3 separate regions of the Mus musculus genome follow, and all the other regions are linked to region 1. Evidence: chromatin contacts called from public promoter capture Hi-C data. All regions are on one chromosome and are shown on one strand. The core of a region is the stretch at or near the end of the contact, and the rest is flanking DNA. Distances in the headings are between cores, read along the strand shown. Region 1 holds the start of Zup1 (zinc finger containing ubiquitin peptidase 1). Region 2 overlaps Nt5dc1 (5'-nucleotidase domain containing 1). Region 3 overlaps Gm26564 (a long non-coding RNA gene).

Region 1 (2,679 bases), core at 55-2,554:
CATATTCTAGATAAAGGATATTGTGCCTGAATGTCAAGATATCAGAGGTAATAATAAGAAAATTTATGAGTAAAACATTTCAACAAGGCATTGGTGATACACCCTTTTAATCTCAGCACTCCTGAGGCAGAGAGCAGGTGGATCTGTTAGTTGGAGGCCAGCCATAGCTGAGTTCCAAACCATTCAGGGCTGCATAGTGAGACTCCATCTCAAAAAACAATAATACAAGGCATTTCGTCCAACAGGTAGAAAAAAAAGTATATTTAATAAGTTGTCCATGTAAAATAAAGTAAAACAGAAGGCTAATGTTGATCAACATATTTACTTGCATGTAGTAGAATGAGGAGGGTAAATCCACCTTAGTTCACTTCAGAGCTTTATATGTGTCAAACTTAATACCACTGCTGTGGTTTTACATACATGGAAACCCTGGACCAGACAGGTCACTACAGTCAGATAACGATGGAAGGTAAACACCGCAGAGCCCAAAGGTAAAAGCTGTGAGCATTGTAGGAAAACAGCACTTACCGCCAAGATCTAGGAAACTGGGGTATAGACGCTGGTTTCATTAGGTTAGCTAACAGCTCAACCCTCGGAAGTTCATTTTCAAACGAGTTATGAGATTGATGGGCTAATGGGAGATGGACTACTTGTAGGGAGGTGCTAAAACAAAACAAAACCTTTTAACGCAATCACAAACCCAGACCTTCCCCTAGACTATCACCTGGCTGTCACGTATTTTAGTAATAGGAAGGAAAAACGAGGGCAACTATTCCCTTCATCTAATTTCAGCTTTACAAAATCTTTCTACATTTTCCTTTTTCTCGTTTCTCTTCAGACAGTAATAAGTTTCTGTTTCTAGAAGGAAGTTCTATCGATACCTAGTTTCGTTTCTTCCAAGGACTGGGGCACTGCAGATAAAGGACACACTACAAGTAAGGGGGGACCTTCGAAGGGCTAGCCTGGGTACGGGATGGCGAAGGTGGTAAGGCCCGAATCTGTCAAAGTTCTGAGCCAACGTCGCACCGGTGGGGCGCAGGGAACCGGACCTGCGGCCACCCGGAGCCGGCCTGCAGACCCGGACCCACGGCTAGACCGCCGCTCCTCCCCACCGCAGGAGCCAGCCACCGCCCGAAAGCGCGCCCCACACAGCCCGCCCGATCGCCAAGGACAGACCTCCCGAGACTGCCGCGCCGCGACCCAAAAGAGAGCCCAGGCCTCCAAGAGTCCTCCGCAGTCACAACAGACCTTCCTCACTGGCCAGAGAGGGTAGAGATCCCAGCATGCCCCGCTGCAGATCCGTCTGAGTTGCGGTGCATTGTGGGACTTGTGAGGGATTTTTGCAACTTTCGCTTGCACATCAGAGCATCACTGCCCCTCCCACCTTCCAGTTGCAGTTTCCACTCCAGATATGCTAAAACCGTAACTAGATTCTGAGTACATTTAAATGTCTGATTCTGCGGCAAACACCTGTTCCTGTTTACACAGTATCTGAGCTCTAAATTATGTTCTGCGGGTTAATTAAGACAAGTTCCTTTGTCAATATTACAAAGTTGCTTATCCAGTGTTAACAGTCTGTTTCTCCCTCTGGGGGATTGATCTACGAGGCAACTACGGACGTGTTTAAATATGAGGATGACATAATCTGACAAGTATAATATTTTTAAATTATTGGGTATCGTTGAACGTGATGCATGGAGGAAATACTATTTCCTTTAGTAGAATTCCTTCTTTTAGTAAAAAAAAAAAAAAATTCGAAGTCATTGTAAGAGTGAAAGTACTCTTACAGAACATTTTCAAGCTAAAAATGAGCACATTAGCAGTTAACCATTAGCTGCGAGGCCAACAACAATGAAATCATTTCTCCAGAGGTATAAAAACGTTCAGAAAACAGAACTTTGTGGAATGTCTAAACAAGGGGCAACTAAAACTCTGCTTCCAGATTTCCTCCTTCATCAGCTTCCCACTTGACTCGTCTTTTCCTCCAAGACAGTATTAGTTAACGAAAAAAGATGAACTGGCCATCTTCTGTAACCAGGTTGTTATGCCCAGTTTGCGGGAACCCCAGGAGACTGCCAGAAATTGGAAGACCAAATGTAATATACAAAGAGTTTTTATTAACCGGGACCCGGTTCGCTATCTTTCCCAATGCACAGTGACCCCTAAATCTAGGGGTTTAAGGTATATATAGGAGGATGCATAAACTGGGGCTCTCAACCCCTGGTGTTACATGATTGGGAAGAGGAAAAGAGAACCGATAGTATTTGTTCAGACAGGGAGGAGGAATTGCGCAGCTGGAACAAGACCTTTTTGACCTGGGAAGACATAACTTATCAAAGACCAGCGTGTTTTTATAACGCAGTCACAGCTGCCTGAGAATGAGTGGACTTTATCACTTCGAGAATACTAACTCCTGTCTCCTTCAAAGGTCGGAGCCATCTGTGCTTGGGAGAGTGCTTTTATGAAGGAAGGATCACAATATTCCGGCGCCAGATTGGGCTCTCTTTTGTCTGCCCTCTTCATAAGGCCTGAAGCATCTATGTTAGGGGAAAGGGGTACTAACTGCTCTGGCTGCATGCAGGGACAGGAGAGTGCAGTATTTGACGCGCAGAGATTGGGGCAGGTTTCCTGTGTTTCTTCACAGGCAAAGCTTCCAGTGGAGGACAGGAACACCAATGC
Region 2 (2,679 bases), core at 106-2,605, 370 kb after region 1:
CAGTGCCTGTGCAATTTCTTTGAATAGTTTAGTCCTGAGGTTGGTTGAATCTGCAGTTGTGGATAACCAATAAAATATACACAATGAAGTATTGTTCAGCCTTAGGAAGAGAGTGATAGTATTTGTAAGAGCATCAGTGAGCCTGGTGGATATAAGGTTCAGTGAGATAAACCAGACACAGACAGACAAGTACTGTATGAACTCATTCATATGCAGAATACATATGTACAGCTGATCTGTAGTCAGACTAAAGTCATGGGTAAGTGAGGCTGGGGGAGGGGGAGAGTGGAGAAATCTCAGCAAAGATGAACTGTAGGAAGGATGAGTGCAGGAGATCTACTACAGTTTCTGGAGACCAGCCTTAGCAGGAACGGAATGTACACTGGAAAAGTGGGTTTTAAGTGGGATAATACATGTGTTAAACGGCTTGAGTTATCCGTTACACAGTGCACACATATGCTATAGTATCATGGTATACATCATAAATATATAATTTCAGCTGTTAATAAAATAGAACTACAGTTAGGGAAAGTAAGATCTTTTAAAAAAGGTTTTCTAGGACTATAAATATGGTAATTTTGAAAAATGTTATGTTTAGGCAGGAAGATCGTTATAAGGTTAGAGACTATCCTGGTCTTCTGCATTAGTTCAGGATCAACCAGGGTTACACAGTGAGTCTCTACTCTGAAAGACAAAATAAAACAATATATGCTATATTTATTTTCTATTATATATATATATATATACATATATATATATAGTTATGGTCTATTTATTTACTTGTGTAAGTGTATGTGTGTACCACCTATACGCTGTACTCGCAGAAGCGAGAAGAGGTGCTAGGTTCCTTGGAACTGGACTTAGCAGCAGCTGGGAGCCTGGGAACTGAGCCTAAGTCCTCATCACGAGCAGCAAGTACTCTTAACCACTGAGCTATCGCTCTAGCTCCAATGTGTGTATATTTTAAGATCTGCAATTCTTTCATAACATATGTTTAATGAACTCTGACGTTCTTTGATAACCATAACTGAAAGGACAGTTTGCATGACATTCTTTATCACACTACGCTGCAAATCCAATGTGGTAACATACATCTAGAACAAATTCTGCAGAGAAGCACTACAAGGGGAACTTTTATAGCAATAGGCTTAGATAGTCCCGTGTTTATCTCTGGATACTCAACAATTAAATAGAGCAATACCAAAAGCCTCCTGAAAGTTAGTATGGCAAGAATTTTATGGTCTTGATCTTAAATGCTACCAACAGCTCTCGTTAAAGGTTCAGTCATAGGTAGCCAATGCTACTGAGAAGGGAGAAGGCTTTTAGAGGTGGGGCTTGAAGGAATCAGGCCCTTGAAAGTTATATTAGGAAACTCCACTCCCCTTTTCCTGGCAGCCACTAAAGGAACAGATTTGTTCTGCCACATGCCATTTGTAGTTGTTTGGCTCTCATAGACTTATGTGTTTGAATGCTTGGTCCACAGGAGTGGCACTATTAGGAGGTGTGGCCTTGTTGGAGTAGGTGTGTGTTTGTTGGAGGAAGTTTGTCACGGTGAAGGTGGGCTTTGAGGTCTCAGATACTTAAGCTAGGCCTAGTGTGGCATTTACTTCTGCTGCCTGTGGATCAAGATGTAGAACTCTCAGCTACTTCCCCAGTACCATGTCTGCCTGCATGCCAGCAAGCTTCCAGTAATGATGACAACAGACTGAACCTTGGAAATTGTAAACCAGCCCCAATTAAAACCAATTAAATGTTTTCCTAGAGCTGTGTCTCTAGTTGCATATGTGGCAGAGGATGTCCTAGTTGGCCATCAAGGGGAGGAGAGGCCCTTGGTCTTTCCAAGATCATACGCCCCAGTAAAGGGGAATGCCAGGGCCAGGAAGTGGGAGTGAGTGGGTTAGGGAGCAGGGTGTGGGGGAGGGTATAGGGGGATTTGGGTATAGCATTTGAAATGTAAATGAAGAAAATATCTAATTATAAAAAAAAAAGAGTAGAGGGGAAAAAAAAAGAAGATTGGCATGGTCATGCTGTTTCTTCACAGCAACAGAAACCCTAACTTAGACTTCCTTCCACAATGGTCTATTTTTTCTTTTTCTTTTTTTCCATACCCTTTCATGTTGGTCTATGTGCCATAAGCCCAAAATAATATGGCCAAGTAACATGGGCTGCAATCTCTAAAACCAACAACAACAAAAAATGACATTTTCTCCTTTTAAGATTCTTCCCAGAGATGGAAATCTCTACAACATATCCTGCTGACTCAAGATCTAGTCACACACAGAGATGACAATTAAACTTTTTGACATTCACCTTGCCCAGTCTTGCCACTCATCTATCCTGATGGCCTTCGTCTTTCAAATGCTCTTCCAGGAAGCTCTAAGAGCACCTGTGAGGAGCAGCTTGCTTCTGATCATTCTTTCTCAACTGCAAAGGGCCTGGTCTTTTCCTGCAACCTTGTTTCTCCATCAGTCTCTTGACAAGTGTGACAATTCTTCCTGGCCTTCTTTGAATGCCTGGATTGTTGCAGAAAAAGCACATGTTGTGTGTGTGTGTGTGTGTGTGTGTGTGTGTGTGTGCATGTGTGCTCACATGTGCACATGGCATGTGCATGCATATGTATGTGTGTATGGACTCATGTTTGTATGTGAGCACGTACACATGTACCTGTGTTGTTTTGCT
Region 3 (2,679 bases), core at 47-2,546, 300 kb after region 1:
TATAGGTGGGAAGAAACTCCTTGAGGTCCTGGGAAGACAAACAGGTGGGTTCTTGAAGCTGCTGAGTTGCTTCTCATAAGTAGGAAAGCCTTTTCTCTTTTGCTTCATGATTTGCTTCTGAGGATTATTAATTAGCTATAGCTTTGCTGCGTGGGGCAGGGAAACAACAAGGGACCCAGAAAGGAGGAATAAGTCAGACAAACCAACCACTAAAAATAGCTACTCATTTAAAATGCCCCTGTAAGTACAATTGGGGCATTAGACTGGGATGTGAGAAACAGAAAGACCAAAAACCCAGTAACAATGAAAAAGACATTATAAAAACATGCACCCAGGACAGACAGGATGGTGTGCATCTTCCCTCATAGGAGTCCCACACAAAATTAACTACAACTCAGAACCAACTTACATCTCTCTTGAACTATGAGTTATATCAACTGATACGCTGTGCTTTTATGTTTTAAAATAAGTTTCCCATTATTTTTAAGTAGACTTAAATTATCTTCAGAATCTCTTAGTTTGTTGGTGCTGTTCACTACACATGAAATGCTGTGGAATTCTATTATGTTAGAACCAAAATGAATGAAATACATTATAGTAACACGAAGTTTTGGAAACGTGATAAAAATAAGTACATTTTGGGCTGGAGAGATGGCTCAGCCGTTAAAGGCTAGGCTCACAACCAAAAATAAGTACATTTTGTAAAACTTGCAGAAGTCAGTTCTTTCCTTCTGTTATGTGGGTCCTGGGGATTGAACTCCGGTGGTCACGATTAGCCGCAATCACCTTACCTACTGAGCCATCTCACTTGCCACTTGTTTCTTTTTTTTTTAATTTCATTTTTAAAATTTATTTATTTATTTATTTTGTGAGTACGTATTGTGTGAATGCACGTTACACAGTACATGTGTGCAGGTCTGAGCATATCCTGTGGAAGTTGGTTCTCTTTATCTACAATGGATAGAGACTGAATTCAGATCAGGCTTGGTGGCAGGAGCCTTTACCTGCTGAGCTATATATATATATATAAAACTCCCCATCTTTTTTTTTTTTTGGAGCGCTCTCTCCCTGGCCTGAAACACACCAAGTAAGCCAGGCTGGACAGTGGACCCCAGGCTTCTGTCTGTTGCCACCTTTCCAGGAGTTTTCAGGTGTGTACACTATTATTTTACTTATGCATACAGATGCTTTGCCTGAATGTATATTTGTGCACCATGTTTGATGCCTGTGGAGGCCAAAATAATGCACCAGATCTCCAGGAGCCAGAGTTATAGATGATTTTGAGTTACCATATAAGTGTGGGAAATCAAGCTTGGATCCTCCAGAAGAGAAGCCAGTTATCATACCACTCATCAGTTTCTCCAGACCCATGTCTGGAATTTTTGTTTTAAAAATATGAATTCTAAAGATTGGACTCATTCCTCATGTTTGTACAAGCGTTACTCCCATTATCTATACAGCTTGGACAAGAACATTTAAAAACAAGTCTATGCATAATTAAAGCATACAATAATAGCACTATAATTTCTTGGCTACATTTCTAGTGAAGAAATACTCATTACCAAGTGTGGCATAGCCGAGTTTTGTGGTAGGTCTAATTTTAGCTTTTTGAGGAAGCTCCACATTGATTGATGTTCATAGTGGCAGCACTGCTTTGTCCTTCTCCCACCACTGAAGAATTGTTCCTCTTTACGTTCACAGCCACATCCCCCCCCCCACCCCCCAACTTAGTCATCTGACTCAAGTAAGATGAAGTATCATAGTAGCTACAATTTGAATTTCCCTATTGGCTCAGGATGTTGAGCAATTTTTTAAAAATGCTTCTTGGACATTTGTGTTTTATCTTTTGAGATTTCTCTCTTAACTTCCATATCTATTTTTTAAAAATTGAGTTGTTTGTTTTCTTGATGTTTAGTTTTTTTTTTAATTCTGTGTATATTTTAGATACTAACCCGCTGTTACATGTAGAGCTGGTAAAGAATTTTTTTTTTTCATTTTGTAGGCTGTATCTTCACTCAAGTAATGGTGTCCTTTGCTGTACAAAAGCTTTTTAGTTTCTGGAAGTTCCACTTATTAGTTGATCTTAATGCCTGTGCTATCAGGGTCCTATTCAGAAAGCCCTCCTGAGACAATGAATCCAAGTGTGTACTCACTACTTTCTTCTCTAACAGATTCCGGGTATCAAATGTTATGCTGAGGTTCTTGATTCAGGGAAGGTAGAGGAGGGAATATGGTGATGGATAAATAAAACTAAAGTCCTATGGGAATCTACTATTGTAGAAGTTTCTAAACACACACACACACACACACAAACACAAATAGTTAAAATGTATTTACCCTACAATTGGGCAACCAATGTCCCACTAGACAGCCCAGGCTAATGAATAAAAATCTTTGTGCTAGGTATGGGTTATCTCCTCTGGAGTCTTTTGTCAGTGAGGTCCCCTTACCCTCCAAATATTACAGGCTATTGTCAGTGCTCTTGGTTACCTGCCAGAACTTGATAATAATACCCTCTTGCTGAAGATACCACATATTTGAACCATAGAATAGGGAGAAATCAAGCTTGCCCTGATCTGGAAGCTTAATCTCTACTGGCTAGCTTCCATAGTGCTGGAAGGAACTCTGCATGGTACTAGAGGAGAAAAATAATCATCACTCTTGTAGCATTCCAACTGT

Evidence for each region. Promoter capture Hi-C pulls out the DNA fragments that hold promoters and counts their contacts.
Region 2: a promoter capture Hi-C map of pre-B cells shows a contact between it and region 1. The contact joins the enhancer-like site here to the promoter of Zup1 in region 1. A contact is called at or near these places in 18 of 39 promoter capture datasets (the 3T3-L1 cell line, 3T3-L1-derived adipocytes, the C10 cell line and 10 more), 1 of 15 datasets of contacts at CTCF or cohesin (the NIH/3T3 cell line), 2 of 484 Hi-C or Micro-C datasets (bone marrow-derived macrophages and cortical neurons), 20 of 115 datasets of contacts at active chromatin or transcription factors (the 230-238 cell line, CD8 T cells, the NIH/3T3 cell line and 10 more) and 4 of 9 other capture datasets (adipose tissue, embryonic stem cells, liver and 1 more).
Region 3: a promoter capture Hi-C map of the HPC-7 cell line shows a contact between it and region 1. The contact joins the enhancer-like site here to the promoter of Zup1 in region 1. A contact is called at or near these places in 6 of 39 promoter capture datasets (the C10 cell line, the HPC-7 cell line, embryonic stem cells and 2 more), 2 of 115 datasets of contacts at active chromatin or transcription factors (the SCID.adh cell line and bone marrow-derived dendritic cells) and 1 of 9 other capture datasets (adipose tissue).

Annotation. Positions count from the first base shown.
Region 1 is chr10:33,949,955-33,952,633 of GRCm38.p6, forward strand. Zup1 (zinc finger containing ubiquitin peptidase 1) reads right to left here and starts at 1,305. Exons shown (of 11, transcript NM_001359455.1): 1 at 1,177-1,305.
Region 2 is chr10:34,319,591-34,322,269 of GRCm38.p6, forward strand. The region is part of intron 8 of Nt5dc1 (5'-nucleotidase domain containing 1); the gene reads right to left. Among named protein-coding and RNA genes, the nearest start is that of Gm26564, 24 kb to the left of the region's middle. Within about 2 kb of position 1,356, at least 3 of the 459 cell types and tissues checked have an H3K27ac peak or open chromatin away from gene starts, as enhancers often do.
Region 3 is chr10:34,248,110-34,250,788 of GRCm38.p6, forward strand. The region is part of intron 1 of Gm26564 (a long non-coding RNA gene); the gene reads right to left. Among named protein-coding and RNA genes, the nearest start is that of Tspyl1, 33 kb to the right of the region's middle. Within about 2 kb of position 1,297, at least 35 of the 459 cell types and tissues checked have an H3K27ac peak or open chromatin away from gene starts, as enhancers often do. A contact at or near this core is called in the HPC-7 cell line, where this site is marked.